Linked DNA regions of Rattus norvegicus: region 2 is linked to region 1. Evidence: chromatin contacts called from public Hi-C data. All regions are on one chromosome and are shown on one strand. The core of a region is the stretch at or near the end of the contact, and the rest is flanking DNA. Distances in the headings are between cores, read along the strand shown. Region 1 holds the start of Rab3gap2 (RAB3 GTPase activating non-catalytic protein subunit 2). Region 2 overlaps Rab3gap2 (RAB3 GTPase activating non-catalytic protein subunit 2).

The links. A called contact is a pair of places that touch in the nucleus more often than the background predicts.
Region 2: a contact with region 1 is called in a Hi-C map of hepatocytes, with 2.1 times the contacts expected there. The contact joins the enhancer-like site here to the promoter of Rab3gap2 in region 1. A contact is called at or near these places in 3 of 12 Hi-C or Micro-C datasets (the A7r5 cell line, Schwann cells and hepatocytes) and 1 of 1 datasets of contacts at active chromatin or transcription factors (oligodendrocytes).

Annotation. Positions count from the first base shown.
Region 1 is chr13:99,286,736-99,290,974 of GRCr8, forward strand. It overlaps Rab3gap2 (RAB3 GTPase activating non-catalytic protein subunit 2), which reads left to right and starts at 2,377. Exons shown (of 35, transcript NM_001040154.3): 1 at 2,377-2,488. The coding sequence starts at 2,377.
Region 2 is chr13:99,332,243-99,337,064 of GRCr8, forward strand. It overlaps Rab3gap2 (RAB3 GTPase activating non-catalytic protein subunit 2), which reads left to right. Exons shown (of 35, transcript NM_001040154.3): 17 at 118-182; 18 at 3,097-3,187. Among named protein-coding and RNA genes, the nearest start is that of Mir664-2, 10 kb to the left of the region's middle. Within about 2 kb of position 1,354, at least 34 of the 93 cell types and tissues checked have an H3K27ac peak or open chromatin away from gene starts, as enhancers often do. A contact at or near this core is called in Schwann cells and hepatocytes, where this site is marked.

The DNA.
Region 1 (4,239 bases), core at 1,127-3,626:
TTATCCTATGTGTGTGAGCGTTTTATCTTCATGTATGTATGTCTACCACATACCTTTCTCTTCTCCAAAGAGCTTAGCATAGGGTGTGGGATCCCCTAGGACTGGAATTGCAGATGGTTGTGAGTCACAACAGGAATGCTGGAGAAACCTCTGCATCCTAATGGCTAAGCCATCCCTCCAGCCCAATGCCCTTTTAAAAGATGGTCCCTGAAAGCCAGCTGCCTTTTCTACGGTTGTGATTATAGAATTATAGGTCCCCGATACTTGAAATACCTTACAGTAAATCTATCCAACATATATCTTATGGGTGAGCTGATGTGATACAAAAGTCATCTCATTTTGTAAAAGTTGCCCCAGTTTAGAAGCAGGAATTAAAAGTAACAGTCAGGGTACTCAGTTACCATTTGTGTCAGTGTTGGGCCCAAGTGTTCAACAGGCCTGACAGAAAACAAAGGTCCATACCCCATCTGATACTCTAAAAATTATTTCTGGGGTTGGGGCTTCAGCTCAGTGGTAGAGCACTTGCCCAGCAAGCTCAAGGCCCTGGGTTCGGTCCTCAGTTCTAGGGAAAAAAAATTATTCCTGTAATATCCTCTGCCTAATAGAAACTGGATCCCACCTGTTTCCTTTAGGAAATGAATACCCACAGGCTTTAGCATAAACACTGAAACCAATATCCGTTTTGCCTATTGTTTTTTTTAAGTTTTATTTTATATATGAGTTTGCTGTCTTCGGACACACCAGAAGAGGGCATCAGATGGTTGTGAGCCACCCTGTGGTTGCTAGAATTTGAACTCAGGACTTCTGGAAGAGCAGCCAGTGCTCTTAACCACTGAGTCATTTCTCCAGCCCGCCTTTTTGTTTTTATTTACATTAGAAAGTAGGTTAAATGGGCTTCAAGAGCTTCATCAGAGAAAGAGCAATTTTTTTTTCATTTACAAAATTAGGATAACACTTTTTTTTGAAGTTCATCATGGTGTAGTACACACATATAATCCCAGTGCTTGGACATTGAGGGGGATTGAAAGTTTGAGGCTAACTTGGGCTATATAGTCCTTATCTCAAGCAATCAAAGAATCAAGACTCTTTGAAGACATTTGTGACAGTCTAATGAGACAAGGTATGGAAATGTACTTTCAAATCCAATTGAAAGACTCAGGTTAATTTATGTGTATATACTTCAGCAAATATGTATCAAGGACTCGACTTGATTCCATCCTAAAGATCAGGTATATAAGGGGTTAAACAGAACCCCAGTCCTCCAAGAGTAAAAACGGTGATTTCCTGATTAAAAAAGAAAAAGTAAGGAAAAGTATCCGGTCAGCCATCCTGGTTACGTTCTGCCATCAGTGTTGTTCTTTCTCCCCTAGCATTCTTTCAATTTTAGTTAGCTGAGTAATTGCTTCACTTGGCCTGTGGTAGTCACTAGCTTTTTAGTTCTGTGGGGGCGTGTCCTCTTTTGTCCTGAAGCCCTGTACTTAGAGTGTGGCTGGTACAGAAAACACTAACCGATATTTGTTGGGCAGTTGAACCAACGGATGAAAAAGCAAATGGATGATTAAAACGCATGATCCAATACAGCGCAAGTCATACTAATACATCGGGCTCTCACAGTGCCCTGGCAATTAATAGGAGGAATTAATACGACCCCTTATGGAGCTGCTTTCCAGAGCTTTGTTACTTAAGACACTGTCTCACACACACTGCAGCCCACGTTAGTGGCTTCAACAGCCTGAAATCCACCTGCCTCAGACTTCTGAGGTAGGAAGGAGGGTTACAGGTATGGCGCGGCAGACTTTTTGGAGGGGTGGTTGGGGTTGGGGGAGAGGTTCAGTTGTATATTGCATGCTGAGAATAGTCGTGCACATTAAAAAAAATATATACGAAATTCTCAAGGCACCTATATTTTCGCAGGCACCTGCCCACACTCAGCTTAAACAGCCTCCTCAGTGAACTATCTAGGTCGTGTCCGTAGAAGCGCACCAACAAGATTGTTTGGGTGACTCGATGGCCCCCGCAAAGTCCAATTAGATCACCTTTGGAGGAAGGCCAGAATGACTGGACAAGCTCGCGTAAGGGCGAGGACCTAAGAGAGCAGCCAGGCGCCACGTCTGACTCTCGGCCACAGCACCGCGAGTCACATGTCCCGGACTGCACCCTCCCTCCGCTCCCGCTCGGCCTGCGCACGCGCAGCTTCGGGGCGGGCTACGCATGCGCATCACCCTCGCCCCGCGGGGAGTGCTGACAGCTTCCGGTCTGGCGTCCCCGCCCCCCGGGTGGCTGAAGCTTTCGGGTCTCGGTGCTGTCAGCCGTAGGGTAGAGTGGGCCGGGCGTGGCTAGGGACCACGAGCCCGGCGAGGCGGGGTCCCTGCAGCCATGGCCTGCTCCATCGTCCAGTTCTGCTCCTTTCAGGACCTGCAGTCCGCGCGCGACTTCCTATTCCCTCAGCTGCGGGAGGAGACCCCCGGAGCCCTGAGAAGGGACCCCAGTAAGTGTCCAGGCGACCGGGACGCGGCCGAAAGCTTCCCCTCGGCGTCCCGTCTCTCTCAGCCTCAGCTTTCTGCGTCTCGCGTCCTGTCGCCTGTCTGTCACCGTTCCCCACCCCCTCCTTCCCAGTTCCAGCTTCACGTCTTCTCCCTCTGCCCACCACCTGCTCCGGGATCGCATCCCCTGCCCCAGTCCCTGCCTAATGTCAGTCCTCTACCCTGTGCTTGTCCCCAACTCCCATCCCACTCCATCCCTGGGACTGTGGCCTTTGCTCTGCTTAGCATCCCCACCCTCTTCCATCACTCTTCTGTCATTCGGATTGACGGAATAAATGGCCGATTGGCAAGTGAAGGGCTTTTTAAGGTGGTGAGTAAACTCCCAAATAAGAAAAGTAACCTCTTAGGAGGTGAAGAGAAGCCAGGGTAGGTTCTAAAAATTACAGCCACATGGTCTAAGAAAGTTAATTGGCGTTTATTGAGGTGAGAAACAGCACCTGTTATTACCATCAAAGAATGTTAACAAGCCCTTCTTCAGGAGTATAAATCCCAAGGCTGGGTTATTAGATGCTGTATATTACCTGAGGATTTATTATATGCGCCTTTGTTTCTCCTTTTGAAAGAGGGTACCTTGTGCTGCTTTTTTTATTTTTAATATGAAAACCATTTTTGCTCCTTAGCTTTGCTACTTCGTACTATAGCAAAGTGGTGATATAAAACCCAGTAATAAAAATCCTCTCCCTTTCACAATTTAGAAGCTATTGCAGGGCACTAGGAAGATTCGGCCTCACACTCAAGGTCAGCTTGGGTCTGTCTGAAAAATGACTGAAAATATCAAATTAGGAATGAATAGTCTGTTCCAGTCATTGCTGCTACATGCCACTTAAATTTGGTAGTTTCCGTCTTGTTGGACCTGTGATTCCCTGGTAATATCGCACGTGAACGAGGGTGCCCTAACATGCTACATGGCTTAGCAGGCATGTGTGTTGAGAGAGAAAGACAGCCATATCTGAAATGCTTGTGGTTTGTCCAAGTGAGCAGGTAAAACTCGCACAGTAGAGACATCCAACACTTGCTATGGCATCGGGAGTCAGGACATTCATTAGTTAATTCATTTAAAGTGTGAAGTGTGGTTTCAGTCTATAGGATTGCTAAATATTGTGTTTTGAACTTGCTACAGAAGATATAACCTTAGAGACTAAAGTTGGAGAGTCTGATAAAGGTTCTTGGAAAGGTGGAAGAGAGTAGCAGAGAGAAGCCAGGTGACGGAAATGTTTTGGAAGCTGAAGGAGAGGATATGATCCCGCTAAGGGGTGGTCAGAAGTTTTGAAAATGTGACAGAGGTCAGATAGGACTAAGAAAGCGCCCACTGGTGTGGGGAAGATGACAGTGACTGGGACCCTAGCACTGTTTTTAGTGGCACAGTGGCCAGAAGTGTGGGTGTAGGGCGTTGGAGGAATCGGAAGGCGGATAGTGAAGAAGGTTGTGAAGGACAACTGATGTGGGGTGAGAAACGGGATGTGGAGAAGAGGATCCCATCTCTGTACTGTTGGCCACCATCCCAGTCCAGGCCACCGTGTCTCAGCCTGGGCCTACTTCTGGGCCCCTCTTAGCTTCTTCTAATTAGCTTTCAACAATAGTCCTGGTAAACTTTAGGGTGTGTGTGTGTGTGTGTGTGTGTGTGTGTGTGTGTGTATTTGTATTTTCTCACATTCTCCTCCTTATAATCCATACTGGTTCTTATTGTACTTTAACT
Region 2 (4,822 bases), core at 104-2,603, 44 kb after region 1:
CGGTGGGGATTGCGGGGCTGTGACCCCTGTAGGATGACAGAGAAGGCAGACAGCTTGTCTTCCGTGGAAACGCCTTTCTAGGATAAACAACATTGCAGTCTCATTTCCTCATTTTAGATTCATTTGAAGCGGAAATAAAGGAGTTGATTCTTGACATTAAGTATCCTGCAACCAAGAAACAAGTAAGTGTGTAGTAGAGAATTTTCCTGCTGAGAAACCGATGTCACTCAATCCTGAGAAACATTTTATTTTCATAGTCCCACGTAGGAGTGAGTACCTGTTGTTTCTCTTTTTTAAAAATCTTAAGTAATGTTACTGTATATGTGACTGCATGTGTTCTATACACACACATACATAAATCCGGAGTAGCGGAAACCGTGATAACAACATAGGCACAGGTGTGTGACTACTGCCTCAGGAAATGGAAGCTTCCAAGACCTCTGAAGAGCCCAGCTGCCCCTCCTCCGTCCCAGCCCACCTCCCATCCCTGATAACTGTGTTTCTTGCTAACACTTCATTTCTGTGTAACACTCAGAAGCGTCTTGGTGTGTTCTCAGTTTTCTACAGTTGGAGACATGTTGTCTGCTGTGTTCTGTGACTTGTTTTAGTGTTTCTGTGAGTGCCCATGCTGAGTGGAGCTGAGCTGTAGCCCTTTAGTGTGCACACTGCAACTCATGCTCACTCTCCTGCGGTCAAACCAGTTTTTTAGTCAACCACAGTGTGTGGTTTTCCTTGTTTCCCAGCACACGATGCCGGTCTCTACCGAATGTGCAGCTGACAGTGGGATTGCTGGGCTGAGCTTTGCAGCTGTGTTAGTTGTGCATCGATTCTCCTAGCTCACTTGTCCTGAGGAGAGACCCAGGCACACAGCCCCACCCTCCCCAGTACGCCAGGCTCGGTGTTGAGATTCAGGTCAGTTTTGACTTTACTGACCTGAAGGACTCAGTCCATGAAACGTCCCCTGACTTTTAAATGCCAGCCGCCACCAGTAGGCTGTTAGGCTTCTGACCAACTGTGAGTTATGTTTGGTAGGTGGCTCACAGACTCAGGCAAGTTCTTGTTACATACATGTTGAAACAGATACTAAAGACTCCTGACAGCCAGCTAGGTGCACGGGGCAGTGCCTCTGCAGACCTGTGTGCAGCCTCCCTGTCTCTCCAGGAGTCTCGGCATGCTACAAAGCCTTAGCTCCCTGAAGTCCCAAAGCCTCTATTCCTGCAGGAGTTTATGGAGGCTTTGGAACTTGGAATGATCGCACCACTGACTGTTAATGGTCAGCTTACCCTTCAGTGTTCCTCCCTGGAGGCCGGGAATGGGGCTAAAATTTGGAATTCTCTAAGCGCCTGGCTGGTTGCCATGGTAACCAGCCCCATCTTGTGACTGTACTAGGAACTGCCTCACTAAAACAGGAGATGTTTGTGTTCTCTGCTACGAAGCTGCAGAGGTCTCAGGAGTTCTGTATCAGGAACACGAAATGTTACAAGGGAACATTCTCCCAGTTTCTGTGTCCACAGGGGTTTTAGCACCCTTCTTCCAGGAGCTGGGGTCAACAGGAGAAACATTCTTTAGCACCTGTCACTCAGGAAATTATTGTTAGAAACCACAGGAGCTATGAGCCAGGAACCAAGGGCAAAGGCCAGTGTGCATAGTATTGTGTCACTGTGTCTGTGGGAGAAACCAGTGAGGAGTGGTTTCTGTTGGAGCCATTTTTAAAAAATACTTTATTAGCTGGGCAGTAATGGCGCACGCCTTTAATCTTAGCACTCAGGAGGCAGAGGCAGGCAGATCTCTGTGAGTTCAAGACCAGCCCGTTTTACAGACTGAGTTCCAAGACAGCCAGGGCTACACAGAGAAACCCTGTCTCAAAAAGGAAACAAACAAAGTGCTTTATTGTTTTATTACAGAGCAAAAAAGCCTGGGATTTTCACTCTAATTTTCTATTCCACTGACTGCTAATTGGCCTTCTCTTCCTCAGGACAAAAATCTCAGTTATTGAACATGGCGTTGTGCCGACAGTGTAACTAACATCTGAGAGTTTAGCAAGTCATGGGGAAGGCCTTACGCTGAGTGTTCTCTCTCGTGCCATCACTACCCTCACCATGCACCACAGACCAGCAGAGCTGGGAAGATTCTCTTCCTCCTTCCCCTTGCCACACCACCGAATCGTACATGAAAGATGGATTTTCTTTTTTAAATGCTAGAAGAGTCACAATGGCCTATTGCCTCATAACACCAGAGGAAAGGCAGAGAATGAAGACCTTGAGAGACTGAATCCAGTGAGGGGAGAGAGTGCACTCACCCAGTGGCCTGCCCTGTTGGAAGGACAGCGGCGGGTCTGTTTGTCAGTTTCCTTCTGTGCTATCGATAGCTGCCTCATTGTAGGACTGGCAGTCGTGTGAGTCATTTGCTCATTTAGACCTCTCAGATAGAGACGTCATTGTGTTATGAGACTGATAGTTATCTTTTATTTATCTGTTTGTAGATGGTTTTTCTGTGTAGCTCTGCCTTCCTGGAACTCACAGAGATCATCCTGCCTCTACCTCCCAAGTGCTGGGAGTCCTGTGTCTTACCACAGCCAACTTAGACTTGGGGTTTTAAACTCCTCGTCTCATCAGTTAAAATCCAAAAGGATATGAAAGGATAAATACAAACTTTAACTGTTCCTGACTGGTCGCTGCCTCAGGTGTGACGAGATATTTTAGAGCCTGTAACTGAAGACGGTTAAGCATCTGGACTGGTTGTGATTGTTGAGGACAGAGTGTGGACTGTGTCTAGCATGGCGGGCGTGGCAGCCTGCCACGGTCATCGCGGCAGATGGTAATGAGGTAGCAGCTTCATATCCGGCATGCCAGCAACCACTCCAGATAGAGGCCAGTTCAGACTGCCCTTGTTATGTCGTGTGGCTATTCTGTGACCCAGCAACCACCCTGTAGTTACTCGCTCTCTGTCTGGGCATAGGCTCAGTCCCAGACTACTTTAAATGTGACTCGAATTCTCATTTGTGTGGCTGCAGTGTGGGGTAGCAGAGATACAGGTGTATGTGTAAAGCTAAATTATTGCTGCATAATCACTAGAATCCTTCACTGTTTCTTATAGGCTCTGGAAAGCATTTTGGCCAGTGACCGTGTGTCATTTTCCTGCCTTAGAAATGTTACTCAGACTTCAATGGACACTTTAAAAAACCAAGGTAATAGATATTAAGTTTTCCCTTCAGATTCTATATCTCATTATGGGACTTATGACACCATCATGTTATATTAATATAGAGATGACCAACAGGTAGCTAGAGGAAATTGGCAGATGGACACATAATCGGGTGTTTACCCTCTACCCTTAATACTGGGAGCTTTAAAGATTGCCCATCTCACATATGCTTTTGATTTCCGTCTGAACTGACTCTGTGTGTTAACTGTCACTAAGAATAGTCTTTGCCCATGCCTCACTATTGTGAGGAAACATGTCAGTACAGAATGACAAGAAGCAGCCACAGGGAGGCTGACTGTGTTGTGTCCACTCCACCCCAGGCATAGGGAACATTTGGAAAAGGGGGACAGAAAGATGGCAGGAAGCAAAGGTGGGTGGGCACGTAGAGGAAGTTGTCTGGCTACGACAGAGCTGCTGCACCCACCACTGTGGCTCCTTGCCCTAAACCTGTCAGCATGAAGGTTGCTGGTCCCCGCATTGAGGGTGACAGGGTGTAAGCTCCACCCCTGCCTGAGGAGCTATTGACAACGGATGCCTTCTGGAGGCGGGAAAGTCAGTTTTCTCTAGGTCTGTGGGCTCCTAATCATTAGCTCACACACACTCCCGTGGGTGGCCTCATACCCGTGATGAGTATATGAGAAGCAGAAATTGGACTCAGTGAGTTATTTAAAGGGGGAAAGGCATACCATACTTAGAAAGCTCCCATTCCTCAAAAGTCCTAATAAAATATCAAAGTTCAACGTGACGTTCCATAGCTCCTATTCCAAATGCCTCCTATACTTTGTCTGCTAATTTTGTTATGTGATATTTTTATTTATTTGTAATTTTTTGATAATAAAGTTTCTAGAATTTAAAAAAATGTGGATATGAAGTTGGGAAAGAGTGGAGGTGAATATGCTCAAAATGTATTATGTGCGTATGTCAAATTCTTAAATAATTAATAAAAGTATTTTAAATATTAAAAAATAAAATGATATGCTAAGAAAATAATTAATAATAGAAAATTTTAATGAGCAGCTGTTATTTTGAGAGAGTTGCAGGACATTGTGAAAGCCATTAGGATGAGGGTAGTGAGCTAACGGTATGCAAGAACCAAACAGGGCTGGGGTCATGGCACAAGCCTTCAATCCCAGCCCTTGGGAGGCTCTAAGTTCAAAGGCCAGCCTGGCTACATATTACAGGCCAGGCCGCTCTACATAGGAGACCCAGTCCTACAAACAACAATAAAACCCAAACACATTTTCTTGCTGTCTTTGGCGTTTGCTTTGCCTCCTAGAGAAGAGAGGTCTCTAATGGGGACATTCTTAAGTGACATTTTTCCTGACTGGGATAATGGTCAAGAATATTTATTCTTTGGAGTGATGTTCTGCTAGCGTAGAGGACCTGCGCTCTCTCATCCTTTATGAACAGAGAAGGGAGTTCCAGAATTCACAGCCTATCATTCCATTAGCAGGGCTGAGTTTTGGTGCTGACTTTTATTTGTTTAAACTTGTCTGAAAAGAATTACGTTTGAAACTGGGTTCTCCACATCCTTTTCAACTGAGCTTGCAAAGTTAACTGACTTCAGATTCCTAATAAATTGAATTGTGGTGTGCAGTGGATTGAATCCATCTACTTG